Regions from separate parts of the Sus scrofa genome. Here region 1 is linked to region 2. A link is a contact called in public HiChIP or PLAC-seq data. All regions are on one chromosome and are shown on one strand. Each heading gives the region's core, a stretch centred on a gene start, on an enhancer-like site or on the middle of the called end of the contact. The rest is flanking DNA. Distances are from core to core; before and after follow the strand shown. Region 1 overlaps GTPBP8 (GTP-binding protein 8). Region 2 has its middle 41 kb from the start of BOC.

Evidence for each region. HiChIP or PLAC-seq counts read pairs in DNA pulled down with a chosen protein or histone mark.
Region 1: a contact with region 2 is called in an H3K27ac HiChIP or PLAC-seq map of skeletal muscle, with 2.7 times the contacts expected there. The contact joins two enhancer-like sites. A contact is called at or near these places in 1 of 5 promoter capture datasets (fetal skeletal muscle) and 1 of 2 datasets of contacts at active chromatin or transcription factors (skeletal muscle).

What each region holds. Positions count from the first base shown.
Region 1 is chr13:146,885,315-146,891,395 of Sscrofa11.1, forward strand. All of the region lies in intron 5 of GTPBP8 (GTP-binding protein 8), which reads right to left. Among named protein-coding and RNA genes, the nearest start is that of NEPRO, 14 kb to the right of the region's middle. Within about 2 kb of position 4,272, at least 15 of the 83 cell types and tissues checked have an H3K27ac peak or open chromatin away from gene starts, as enhancers often do. A contact at or near this core is called in fetal skeletal muscle and skeletal muscle, where this site is marked.
Region 2 is chr13:146,740,807-146,746,930 of Sscrofa11.1, forward strand. No RefSeq gene overlaps it. Among named protein-coding and RNA genes, the nearest start is that of BOC, 41 kb to the left of the region's middle. Within about 2 kb of position 2,880, at least 28 of the 83 cell types and tissues checked have an H3K27ac peak or open chromatin away from gene starts, as enhancers often do. A contact at or near this core is called in fetal skeletal muscle and skeletal muscle, where this site is marked.

The DNA.
Region 1 (6,081 bases), core at 3,022-5,521, 150 kb after region 2:
TCCTATCCCACCTCCTCTAAGACTTGGTTTGATACATTTCTCTCACAGCTTCAATATCTCCTACTTTCTAGCCCCCTTCCCCCTGTCTACAAACAGGTTCCAATTTCACACAATGGAAAAACAAACACAAGCTTCCTGAACCCTGCTCTGCCCTCAAGCTACTGAGGTACCCACAGCCTCCCTCTGACACGCTTGTTGAGGAAACTGGTTTCTTCTATCTCAGCCATTACATTCTCACTGCTCTTTCCCTCATTCTCTCCTTACCTTCTAGCGGTCTGGCTTTCAGCCCCTCTGTGCCATGGAATCTCATCAGACCTCCAGATCAATGACCGTCCTGGCCCATCTTCAGCCCTCGTTCCCATCCACTTTTGTGGTGGTGAAACCCTTGAAACGTCATTCCACAGCGCTGTGCTCCACCTTCTTCTGCTCGCTCGCCTCCCCCACCAGCCCCTCTTCTCTTCTCTTGACCTCACCCCTCAGACACACCATATTGCCCCTTGGCCTCAGCTTTCTGACTCCCAAGCTCTTCCTTGAGGTCCCCCCTCTTCTCTAAGCCTCCTGCTCATCTTTCCAACTGTGTCTGTTATATTTTTATTGGGGTGACTCAGTGACACTCAACGGTTGCACTCATGACCCCTGCCCTTGAACCTTTATATTTTGGTGAGTGATGCTATCATCATCCTAGCACTCAGAATCAGGATCTGAATATTATTTATTCCTCTTCCTCTCTCTCTTGTCTCATTTCCAGTTAGGTAACAAACCCTGTCATTGTTCTTGACGTCTTTGTTATTATCAAAGCAATGAATTTACCTTACCCTTGGAACACTGCGGTTGTCTGATAACGCACCTCCATTCTCTCCTGACCTAGGTGAACTGATCTTTCTAAAGCCTCCCTCTGATGGGTCACAGTCCCCTTGCTTTCTGTATATACTTATATTTATCTCTGCATAGTGTTTTTTAAACAACCTCTGATTTTTCTATTCAATTCAACAAATGTTTGATCAGTGCCTCATGTATACAAATCCGTTGGGGAGGAGCTGCAAAAAGGGGAAGATAGAGATTTTGCCTTCAAAGTGTAGACTCCAACTTTAAGAGAAAACCACTGAGAATAAGAGAATGAGAAGAGCTAGAAAGGAAGAGAAAAAAAGCAATGATGGCTTCAGAAGGAAGAAATCATAGTGTGTGTGCATGTCTACAGTTGTGAGAAGTAGAGATGGTGTTTGTGGAGAATTTTAATAGGGAGAAATGAGAATAGAACCTTCCAGGTGAAGAAAACAATTTCATCCATGGTCTAAAGATAGGAAATTACCATGCGTGTTTGAGAAATGTTGAGTAATCCAGATTTGCTGAAGCGCAGTCTAGTAGATAAACTTGATAAGTATGAAAATTCATTTATTTTAGGAAATACAGAAAAAAACAGTATAACTGAGGACTTTGGCTTATGTTTCAACAAAAACATCTACCTGAGTGCTATATATATTTGTTGCCCCCCCCCCCCACACGGTAGTGTGGATATGAGAATTTTGCTCTTGAGAAACTCAATCTCCTGAGAGGAAGGGATAATTGCACCTTTGTGTGGTAAACACCATTAGCAGCAGCAGTAAAGATGTGTGTGGTGCCTTTGGCAGCCAGAAGAGGGAAAGGAGGAGTTCCCGTCGTGGCGCAGTGGTTGACGAATCCGACTAGGAACCATGAGGTTGCGGGTTCGGTCCCTGCCCTTGCTCAGTGGGTTAATGATCCGGCGTTGCCGTGAGCTGTGGTGTAGGTTGCAGACGCGGCTTGGATCCCACGTTGCTGTGGCTCTGGCGTAGGCCAGTAGCTACAGCTCCAATTAGACCCCTAGCCTGGGAACCTCCATATGCCGCGGGAGCGGCTGAAGAAATAGCAAAAAGACAAAAAAAAAAAAAAAAAGAAGAGGGAAAGGAAATTCAGTGGGCATGGATTATAAGGGAAACTATACAGATATGTAGCATTTGATTTAGGCTTCCAAGAGTAAGTAGTTAGTCAATGGAAAGGGGGAAGTAGGTAAATGGAACAGGAAGAGAGGTTTTTTTTTAGGGGGGGTGTAAAAATGTGTTCACAGAAATGTGGTTTCAGTGGGGGTTGGAGGAGTTATCCCCTGGTGGTTCTTAATGGGGTGATTTTGTTCCCTAGGGGACATTTGACAATGTCTCCAGATAGTTTTTGGCTATCATGAGGGTGATAGCAAGGTGGGAGTTGGGGAAGGCTCCTGGCATCTAGTGGGTAGAAGCCAGAGATATTGCTAAATATCCTACAATGCACAGGACAGTCCCTTATGACAAAGAATTATCTATTCAAAATGCCAATAGTGCTGAGGTTCAGAAACCCCAGGGTAGAGTATGACAGTCCTAGAAAGAAGTGGCAGGAAATGGGGTTGGAAAGATAGACTGGTGTTAATTTGTGAAAGATCTTAAATGCCATGTAATATAATGGAGGTTTCTAGGAAGGTAAGAGTTTTATTTTTATTCATTTATTTGGTCTCCTATTTATGTATAGTATAGTTCAATAAAAAGCAATAATGCTTACAAGTGACAAAAGAACATTTTCTTTACAAAATTCTGTCAATAAACTTTGAGGTTATCTGAACAAAGATTTTCAATGAAAAGAGTTCTCCTTTTCTGATTACCACCTAAATTCCTCTGCCCCCTGCCACTCCTCCACCCCCACCCCCACCCAAGGTGCCCAGGGTTATCCACAGAGCCTTTTGGCTGAGCTAAGCCATCATGTATGAGGGCTAAGCTCTGGGTAAAGGTGGTCCCTCTGAGACCACAGCCAGGAACGGAACACTTGTTTAGCTTACAGCCAGGTATGGGTTCTCAGGAAAGACTGGCTCTGGCCCAGGACTAATAAATGATGTTTGTGAACAGAAGTCTGGGGATCACTTTTTCTAAACCATATTCATGTTGGAAAAAGTGAGTTCATGTTATCATTACTTAATTCAGTACTTTCCCCGACTCTTGCAGTATGAATTCCTGCCCCACTCCCAAAATTGGCTGTGATAGCCGCTTCATGATCAGGAGGTTGATAATAGGCTGGAAATCACTTAGGAAACACAAGACCTCCTATGCCTAGTTTCAACCTTCTGAACAAAGCTATCTGCCCAGAAATCAAAGTCTGTTTACAATTAAAATCTGCCTAGAATTAAAGTCTAGGGGATGGAGAAGGTTACAGGGAAGACCCTTCATTCAGATCAAAGGAGACCGATTACCAAAGACCCTATACTAGGTTTTCAAAACTTTGAGTTCACGGAACGTTTCCAAATATTAGAATTTTCAATGGCACACCTAAAGGAATTAAATGGGGTCTACTGTCATGGTCACACTACAGTGGCATTCATACACTGAAGTTAAAAAATACAACCTGTGTGACCCTAGGAAGGTCAAAATTTAAATGTCAGACAATTCTTCCCTCCTTCTGCTCAGCAAGTATATGCTGTAGATTAGGGCTGCCAAAAATACAGGACACATTTACTTTTGAATTTTAGATAATGAATTTTTTTTTAGTACAAGTTTGTACTATGCTAAATTCATTTATCTGAAATTCAAATTTAACAGAGCACGCTCTATTTTTATTTGCTAAATCTGGCCACAAGAGAGTAGGAGAAGGGAATCTTCCTTTATTCAGCCAGCATCTGTGCCCATGGGCTTCTCTGAGGTGAGCAACTTGCCTCTCTGGATGCGGCTATTATTAAAGATGCATACAACACAGCCCCTTGAGCCAGGCCAACTACATCAGCTAGTGTTCAAGTGAATAAATCATGATCTGCCTTAATGTTGGAGGGGGAAAGGATTGTCTGAAACAGACTCACTGAGAGATATCGGTCTCTGATGTGGTAACTTTCTTAAGTATTTTCTTCATTTGACAAAAATTGAGTATTTGAACTGTTCTAGGCACTTAGGACAGAATGAGGGATGAAATAGCTTCTTGTTAGAACAAGGAACTAAACATCCCTGTTCTCATGATGCCTATATGCTCCTGGAGGGAGATTTTCAATGCGAATTTTAATATCTTTTTATCCTGGAATCGACCTGAGTTAGATGTTACTCTACCTACTGGCTCTATCACACTTGAATACCTTGACACTATTTGAATACACCTGCTTTCTGCCTTGATCATGTTTTCTTATATATTCCTGATGCAAAATTCTTGCTATGCCAGTATCTCCCATAGTAGGTCGTATGAGACTAGACAGCAATAAACACTGGTGTAAAAGACAGAAAGCTTTTAGGAACATGAGTCTCCTGAGAACTTTCTGTGTCTTGGCAAGTGTGCATGTACACATGTGTATTTTTCTGAGGGTATCTGGGTACACAGATGATGTGTCTCTTGGAAATGTTGGGTGAAAAGAGGCTATCTCCTTTCTGAGTGACTCCTAATTTTTAAAAACATTTTCTTGACCAGTTTAGTTGCAAAAGCAAACACTTGAAAGATTCCAGTAACAACTTCTTGGGCAGAAAAGATGGTCCCTGCTTAGAGCTTGGTTCAGCAGCAGACATTGAAATGTGGCTTGGATCCAACCCTTGGCCTAGTATTAGGGTGTTATATTCCACTAGAGGCCCTGGTACCTTTTCAGAAATGCACCAAATCAGGCACAGACTTGCTGGCAGCCACAGCAGAGGGATTTTACTGATCCATGCCCAGCTCTCAGGAGGTAACTGGCAAGAGAGAAGAAAGCAAAACAAGAAACTAAATCCTTATACACCTTATAAATTTGCCTTGGAAATTCTGCCTCAAGGCTGTCAAAGAATAGGAATAATGATTTCATTTTCTCCAAGGCCAGTTCTTGGGCATTGAGCCTTTAATGCAGAAAAAAAAACCAAAAAACAAAAAACAAAAAACAAAAAAACCCACATCCAATTATCTGATTATCAACTTTTTCTCTAAGTCTTGACAATGCTAGGGTCAGGTGACTCTGTTCCTTGACAATAAACTAAGTTATGCCACTTCTGGCCAAAGGAGGTCTTCAGATCACATGACTTGCTTCCAAGTCAGGGGCAAAGCCTTGAAATCATGCGCATCTACTTTGCCTATAAGACGTTTCTTTGATATTTTAAATCTCCTCTGCCAGGAATAAGTCCATTTGTCTCCATTCTGTCTGAGGTTGTGAAGCTGAGATTCCACTGGCGAGTTGGTATGTAGATTAGGTTGTTCTGCTTGGCTTCTAACTGAAGCTAGAAGCCAGCAAAGAGTAATCTGGGTACAGCCTCTTGCTGCCCTCTGGTGGAGACGTGGGTATTGCACAAGCCATAACTGAGGACTGATTTTCTGAGCTGTTTCAGGTGTCCATACAAAGGTCCATGGGGAGTAATTCCACTTAAAGCTATTAAGTTATATGCTACTGTAAAGCTAAATGTTATAATAAAAATATGTATTGAATAGAGTTTGAAAGGTTGCTCTATAGGAGTCTGATTTCCCAGTAATGGGGGCTTTTATTCTATCCCTTTTTAATTTTTTTTGTTTTTTATTAAATTTTATTTTTTAAATTGTATTTGATTTACAATGTTCTTTCAATGTTTCATCAATGTTTCTATTGTATAACAAGTATCACGAGCATGCATACATGTACATTTTTTAATACTATCTTCCATCATGTTCTAAGCCAAGAGATTGGACATAAGTTGCCTGTGCTGTACAGTAGGACCCCATTGCTTACCCATTCCAAATGCAACAGTGTGCACTACTAACCTAAACTCCCCATTCATCCCACTCTCGCCCCACAACCCAGCAACCGCAAGTCTGCTTTACATGTCTGCAATCTGTTTCTGTTTAGTAGATAGGATCATTTTGTGCTATATTTTAGATTCCATATATTAAGTGCTATCATATGATTTGTCTTTCTCTTTCTGACTTACCTCATCTAGTATGAGAATCTCTAGTTGCATCCATATTGCTGCAAATTATTTTGTCCTTTTTATGGCTGAATAATATTCTATTGCATATATGTACCACATTTTAATCCATTCATCTCTTGAGGGACATTTAGGTTGTTGCCATGTCTTGGCTATCATGAATAGCGCTGCGATGAACATAGGGATATGTGTACCTTTTTGAATGAATGTT
Region 2 (6,124 bases), core at 1,630-4,129:
GTGAAACAGGTGCCCTGAGATCAATCAGATCATTGAAAATCCATCCTATACTACATTACCTTTGAGCTGCATTCTGGTGGATTTTCTTTGCCAGGTACTTTCAAACTTCAAAAGTTGTCTCTAACCCCTTAGGATTTATGTCTTATCTGCTTAAGAAGATAATCAGGCCACAGCCAGGCATCTTGCAGGATTACACATTGAACATGCATCTGGGGTACTGGTTGTAAAACAAGCTTGGGAGTCTCCAGACAGATTAAGCTTTGTCCCTGTTCGGTACTGAAGGGTCACAGATTCCAATCAAGTGTGGCAGCCTGGGACTTTCGGCTACGCCCTGATTCACTGAAGAGACAGGGACGTGGGCCTGAACTGTGCTTGGTTCTGAAACCCTTGAGCCCTGTGAAATTAGGATTCTGGAAAGGCCCTCAAATCTTTTTGTGTTAAAGGCAATGCGTTTTTAGAAAAACACAACTTCCTGCTTTTTATCCTGAAAGCAAGGTTTTTAAACTTCCAAATAATGCTTATAAAGTTTCTCAGACATCAAACAGACCTTGCATAAAAATATTTTGATGATTTAAGAGTAACTAAATCGAAAGCATATGCACAAAATGTCCCTTAAAATACACACGTGTTTTAAGATTATGGGGGGAAAGTGCTTGACAAAAGGCACACTGGGTTTCACGAAGCCCTGAATGTTTGAAAAATAGGACATTTGATGAATGCCAAACAAAACCAGGTTCTCCTATCTATGGGAGAACACAATTGGCCAGTTTTCTGTATTTCCAAGATAAATGGTTTGCCTGATCCCGAAAAAGAACAGCAGCCCTCACCCCTGTTAAGTATGCCCTACAAATGTGAGCCATCGTTTTCCGCGGAGAAACCGGAGTGAGGTAATGGCCACAGCCGTCCAAGTTTAACCCTCCAGAGTGGCCTGATTTATAACTGCTTGGGGAGCCTCACAATATTACATCTCTTGATTGTGTATACATAATAATGTCTCAGCCTTCCCACCCACAAATGTGTTAGGCAGTATTAAAGATTTTTTTCCACCGGGGCATGTGAAATCCTGGTTTTGGTCCAAGTGCAAATTCAGCCATCCCCTGGGCATTATAATAACTGAGGTCTAAATAGAACTTGGCATCATCTTGGGGTCTCTCAATCAATTGACTAACATTAAGTGCCTACTAGAGCAAGGCAGTACCCAGCACTAAGATGAAGGCGGTGGGGGGGTGGAGGAAGAATGGCAGAAAAAAATTTCAGAAACTCAGAAGCCAAAGTCCCAGTTTCAAGTAGTTAACGACCTAAGGGGCTAAAACACATAAGCAATCTTGCAAAGTCACCAGGCAGGTAGAGATAAGGAATGGTGGCCTAGGAAGGCTCTCTGTAAGAGGAAAGCCTTGTGATGGGCCTTGAGGATTGGGCCCTGGCTCATTCACTTGTGAGAAATCACTTGTGAAATGCCTACCACCTACCATATGCAACACACTGGGTTAGTAGTGGGGATACAGACGTGAACAAGACAGGCCTAGTCCTTGCCCTTGGGTGGCGTGCACTGATGTTGGGAAGATAGGCATCAAACTGCTAATTACATCACTTATCCCTAATTGTGACTGTGAGTGCTAAAAAGGACAGAGTACTGGGCAAAGACTCTAGCAGGGGGATTTGACCAACCTTACACAAGCTGAATTGTCCCTGACCTTTGAAGAGTGCTCTAACCACCAGCCTTTTATAAATGCAGCATCTCAGGCCCCTCCCCAGTCCCAGTGAATCAGCATCTGCATTTTTAACTCAATGCCAGGTGATTCATAATGTGCATTAGATTTCTAGAAGCAGTACTAAGATGACAATATGCAGCAAGAGAGCAGAGGACTCCTGGATCACACGAGTGTTCAAATATCTGGATTAAATGGAACAGACACCCCCCTTTCCTGGATGATAGTTATACACCTGAATCAAGTGAGGAGGTGTCTACAGATCTTGCAGAGATGTTGAAGGAATACCTGAGGGCAGTTAACAGGCCATTCATTTTTACATCTCATGGGGGGCTCTCTGTCTACACGTTTCTTATTTTTGGTTATATGTCTATTGGGTCAGGATTCTTTCATATTCCAAAAGAGGAGATCTGTTCTGTTTGGCATCAATATTTCTCTCCTGTTTCCCTCCCTCCACCCTCAGTGCTGGCTAATGCTTTCCAGATGAGGTGCGAGCAGCTGCTAATTGTACCCGGATCAGTCTTGATTTGTGTTTCAGTCAGCAAGGCACCTCACTAATGGGTCTGAAACTTGGCAGCAGGCCTGGGACCAGTGTCAAAGGAAACAGATCCAAAAGGCACACCGAGAAAGGCAAGGAGACAGGGAGTGGATAGAAGAGGTTTGGAGGATGAAAGCAGGGGGAAGGAATCAGAGGGCCAGGAGAGAACTAGAGAACTTTTGGGGGGAAAATCAGCAGAGAAATGACTGGGAAAGCAGGGACTATGGAGGAGGGGGAAGGCAGCGAACCCAGGCAAAAGGTTGGGGAGGAGGCAAAGGGGAAAGGAGCAAGGTGTGTGTATTTCTGAGAGGAGGTAAGATAATCGAATGTACTTTGTGATGTGATCCTGAACGCTGACAGTGCCTGGGGTTGCTCAGCCACCCCGCTGGACATGTACCGGGGACACAGTATATGGGGAGTGTCAGATAGGGTGGCCCCCCCTCCTTTTTGCAGGCAGTAATCTGACGCCTCTCTGTTCTCTCCGACCCCCAGCTTTCCAAGGGCTTGGCAGGGAGCACTGAACTCTGACAGCAGCCAGTAAGGGCTCAAGTTCCAAGCCTGACAGAGTCAGGGGCCCAGACACACCTTGGCTTTATGAGCTGAGGCCCAAAGAAGGGCCTCTCCTGGCTTGAGCTCCTGGAGCCTGATTTCCTGGAATCGAGTTGGAAAGGGGCCTTGTTAGGGGAAGCTAAGAACTGAGGCCTAAGGCCTTTCTGAATTGTACACATTCATTGTACTTATTAAAAAAAAAAAAAAAAAAAAGCCACCTGGGTAAGAGGAGGAAATCCACTTGCCAATATGAATTCCAAATTGCTTGAGTTGGGGAGAATCCACATATACATGCAAATTTGTGCAGGGAAGAGAAAGTAAGGGAAATAGATCATCAAGAGGCACAAGAACAGGGACCAGATGGAGATCAACAGTAGACAAGCTGAACCTTGCTTAGGGCTGCAGCAAAGCACTGCCAAACCCACCCCTGCCCCCAGCAAGAAACAAATAAACAAGCCTGTTTTGGAGAAAAAAAAGATAATACTTCAAAAAGAGCATTTGTGTTCAAACAAAAAACTGTAGTACGAAAAGGTTCATAGCAGCATAATTCATTATCTCTGAAAGAGAGAATCACCTATATATGCATCAACTGATGGATAAATGGATAAATAAAAATGTGGTATATTCATAAGTTGAATATTATCCAGCCATAAAAAGAAATGAAGTATGGATGCATGCTGCAACAGTGATGAACTTTGAAAACATTATTCAAAGTTAAAGAAGCCAAACACAAAAGACAACAGATTGTATGATTTCATTCACAGGAAATATCTAGAAATGGCAAATCCATGGTGACAGAACACAGCTGAGTGGCTGCTAAAGGCTAGGGGGAGGGGAGGATGGGGAATGACTGCTCAATAGGCACAGAATTTCCATTTGCAGTGATGCAAAAGTTCTGGAACTAGACAATAGTGATGGTTGTACAACATCATGAATGTACTTGTAACACCAAACTGCACACTTTAAAATGGCAAATTTTGTGTTGTTTGCATTGTGCAATTAAAAAATGTAAAAAAAAAGGCAACGAAATGATCATCGCTGTGAAAATATGACAAAAAAAAATCAATTTGTTCTTCCATAAACTTGTTTTATAGTTAGGTGCTGCTTTTATTTTGATTCATGTTTGGAGGGGTGGTATTATAATGTCTCTGTCTGTTGTAACTTGACCCTGAAAGGCAGAGAGAATAAGAAGTTCTGATGAAGAAAGGGAAAGAGTGATGGGAAATGGGGGGGGGGGAAATCAAAGAAAGTCAATTATCTATAAGGTAGGAAATAAAAGAGTAGCCCAAAGAAAGGTGGCCAGGATGAAGTGGGAAGAAATAACTTTATGGTGTTTCACATGGGAGAGAAAGAAAAGTCATACATAAAAAAGAGAAATGGAGAATAAGGCAAATCTTGTGAGTGATGCCAGACAGCACGGAAAAGAATTTCAGATGAAATAAAACAGATTCTTAAGTCAAAACCAAACCAAAACAACAGAAAACATCAATTCTTCACCTCACGCCCATGTCCCATGGGGTGAGCTCTTAGAGCTATGCAGTGCCACAGACGTCGGGGCTGGGACCTGTGGGTGTGAGTGAAGTGGGGACAGATCTCTTCCCTCTATAAGATGGACCTTCTTTTTTTTTTTTTTTTTTTTTTTTTTTTGGTCTTTTTGCCTTTTCTAGGGCCGCTTTCCGAGGCATATGGAGGTTACCAGGCTAGGGGTCTAATTAGAGCTGTAGACGCCAGCCTACACCAGAGCCACAGCAACACAGGATCCGAGCTGCATCTGTGACCTACACCACAGCTCACAGCAATGCCAGATCCTTAACCCACTGAACAAGGCCAGGGATCGAACCCGAAACCTCATGGTTCCTAGTCGGATTCGTTAACCACTGTGCCACGACTCAAACTCCAAGATGGGCCTTCTTAATGCAGGTCATTATCCAACAATGGCCGTCTCCCTTCCCTGTGGTCCCCATCCTGGGACATGACTGAGCAAAAACTGGACCAGCCCCAGTCAGGCACGCAGAAGGGAGAGCTGTGCACGGAGCAGACCGTCAGGCAAGAAGGTTTCCAAAATCTCTCCCAATTCTGTGATCTTTCGTGTGGATGGTTCTAACCTGCGTGCAGGCCCCTAACAAAAAGAGCTTGGTTAGTGGGTCAGGGGATCAGCCTGTGAATGTTTACCACCCACAACTGCTCTATTTAAAAGAGGATTTGCTGGAAGGACTTACAAGGCCCTGCCACATAGACAGCTGTTAAATGGAAGTGCTGAGGTTGAGACACTAAATTTCTGACACATTATATCCAGGTAGATGGGATGTAAGGAATTTTTAAAATATATTTTAAAATTGAAAATACACACAAAAAAGATGAAAGTAAAAATCACCCATGATGACACCACTTGTGGTGGCTACAGCTATGCATAATTACCTATACTTAGACACAGGATTATACTGAACATACTGTTTCATGTGAAGATCTTTCTAGATCATTAAACAGTCTTCAACAACAAAATGACGTGTGTGTGTGTGTGTGTGTGTGTATGAGAGAGAGGGAGAGAAAATGTTCAAAAATTCTATGATAACGGATACAAACTATTGCTCTTGGAATGGATTTACAATGAGATCCTGCTGTGTAGCACTGAGAACTATGTCTAGATACTTACTTTGCAGTATGACAATGGGAGAAAAAATTATGTATACATGTATGTGTAACTGGGTCCCTATGCTGTACAGTGGGAAAAAAAATTAAAAAAATTTATGATAAAAACAAAACATAGAAGAGTTCCCATCCTGGCTCAGCAGAAACAAATCTGACTAGCATCCATAAGGACGCAAGTTCAATCCCTGGCCTTGCTCAGTGGGTTAAGGATCCTGTGTTGCTGTGAGCTGCTGTGTAGGTGCAGACTCGGCTCTGATCCCGCATTGCTGTGACTGTGATGTAGACCAGCAGCTACAGCTCAGATTCGATGCCTAGCCTGGGAACCTCCATATGCTGTGGGTGTGGCCCTAAAAAGACAAAAAAAAAAAAAAAAAGATACAGGAGCAAGATGGTGATTCTGGGCACACGGTATGGGTTTGTTTTGCAGAAAGCACAGAAATTGCACCCTGTTTTGCAAAAACCACCAGTATTTGGGGCTGATCCTGATGGTGAGGATGAGTAAGTCACAGTAGGGACTATACCTTCAGTCTTGATCCTGGAATGAAGACAGTATGGATCTACAACCATGCATGGTGGATGTGCAGCACGAGCAAGAAAAAAACCTTTGTGTTTTAAGCTCCCCCCCACCACACACACACAACCCTCAAAATGCACAAATGACAAGACCACCTGCATTTTC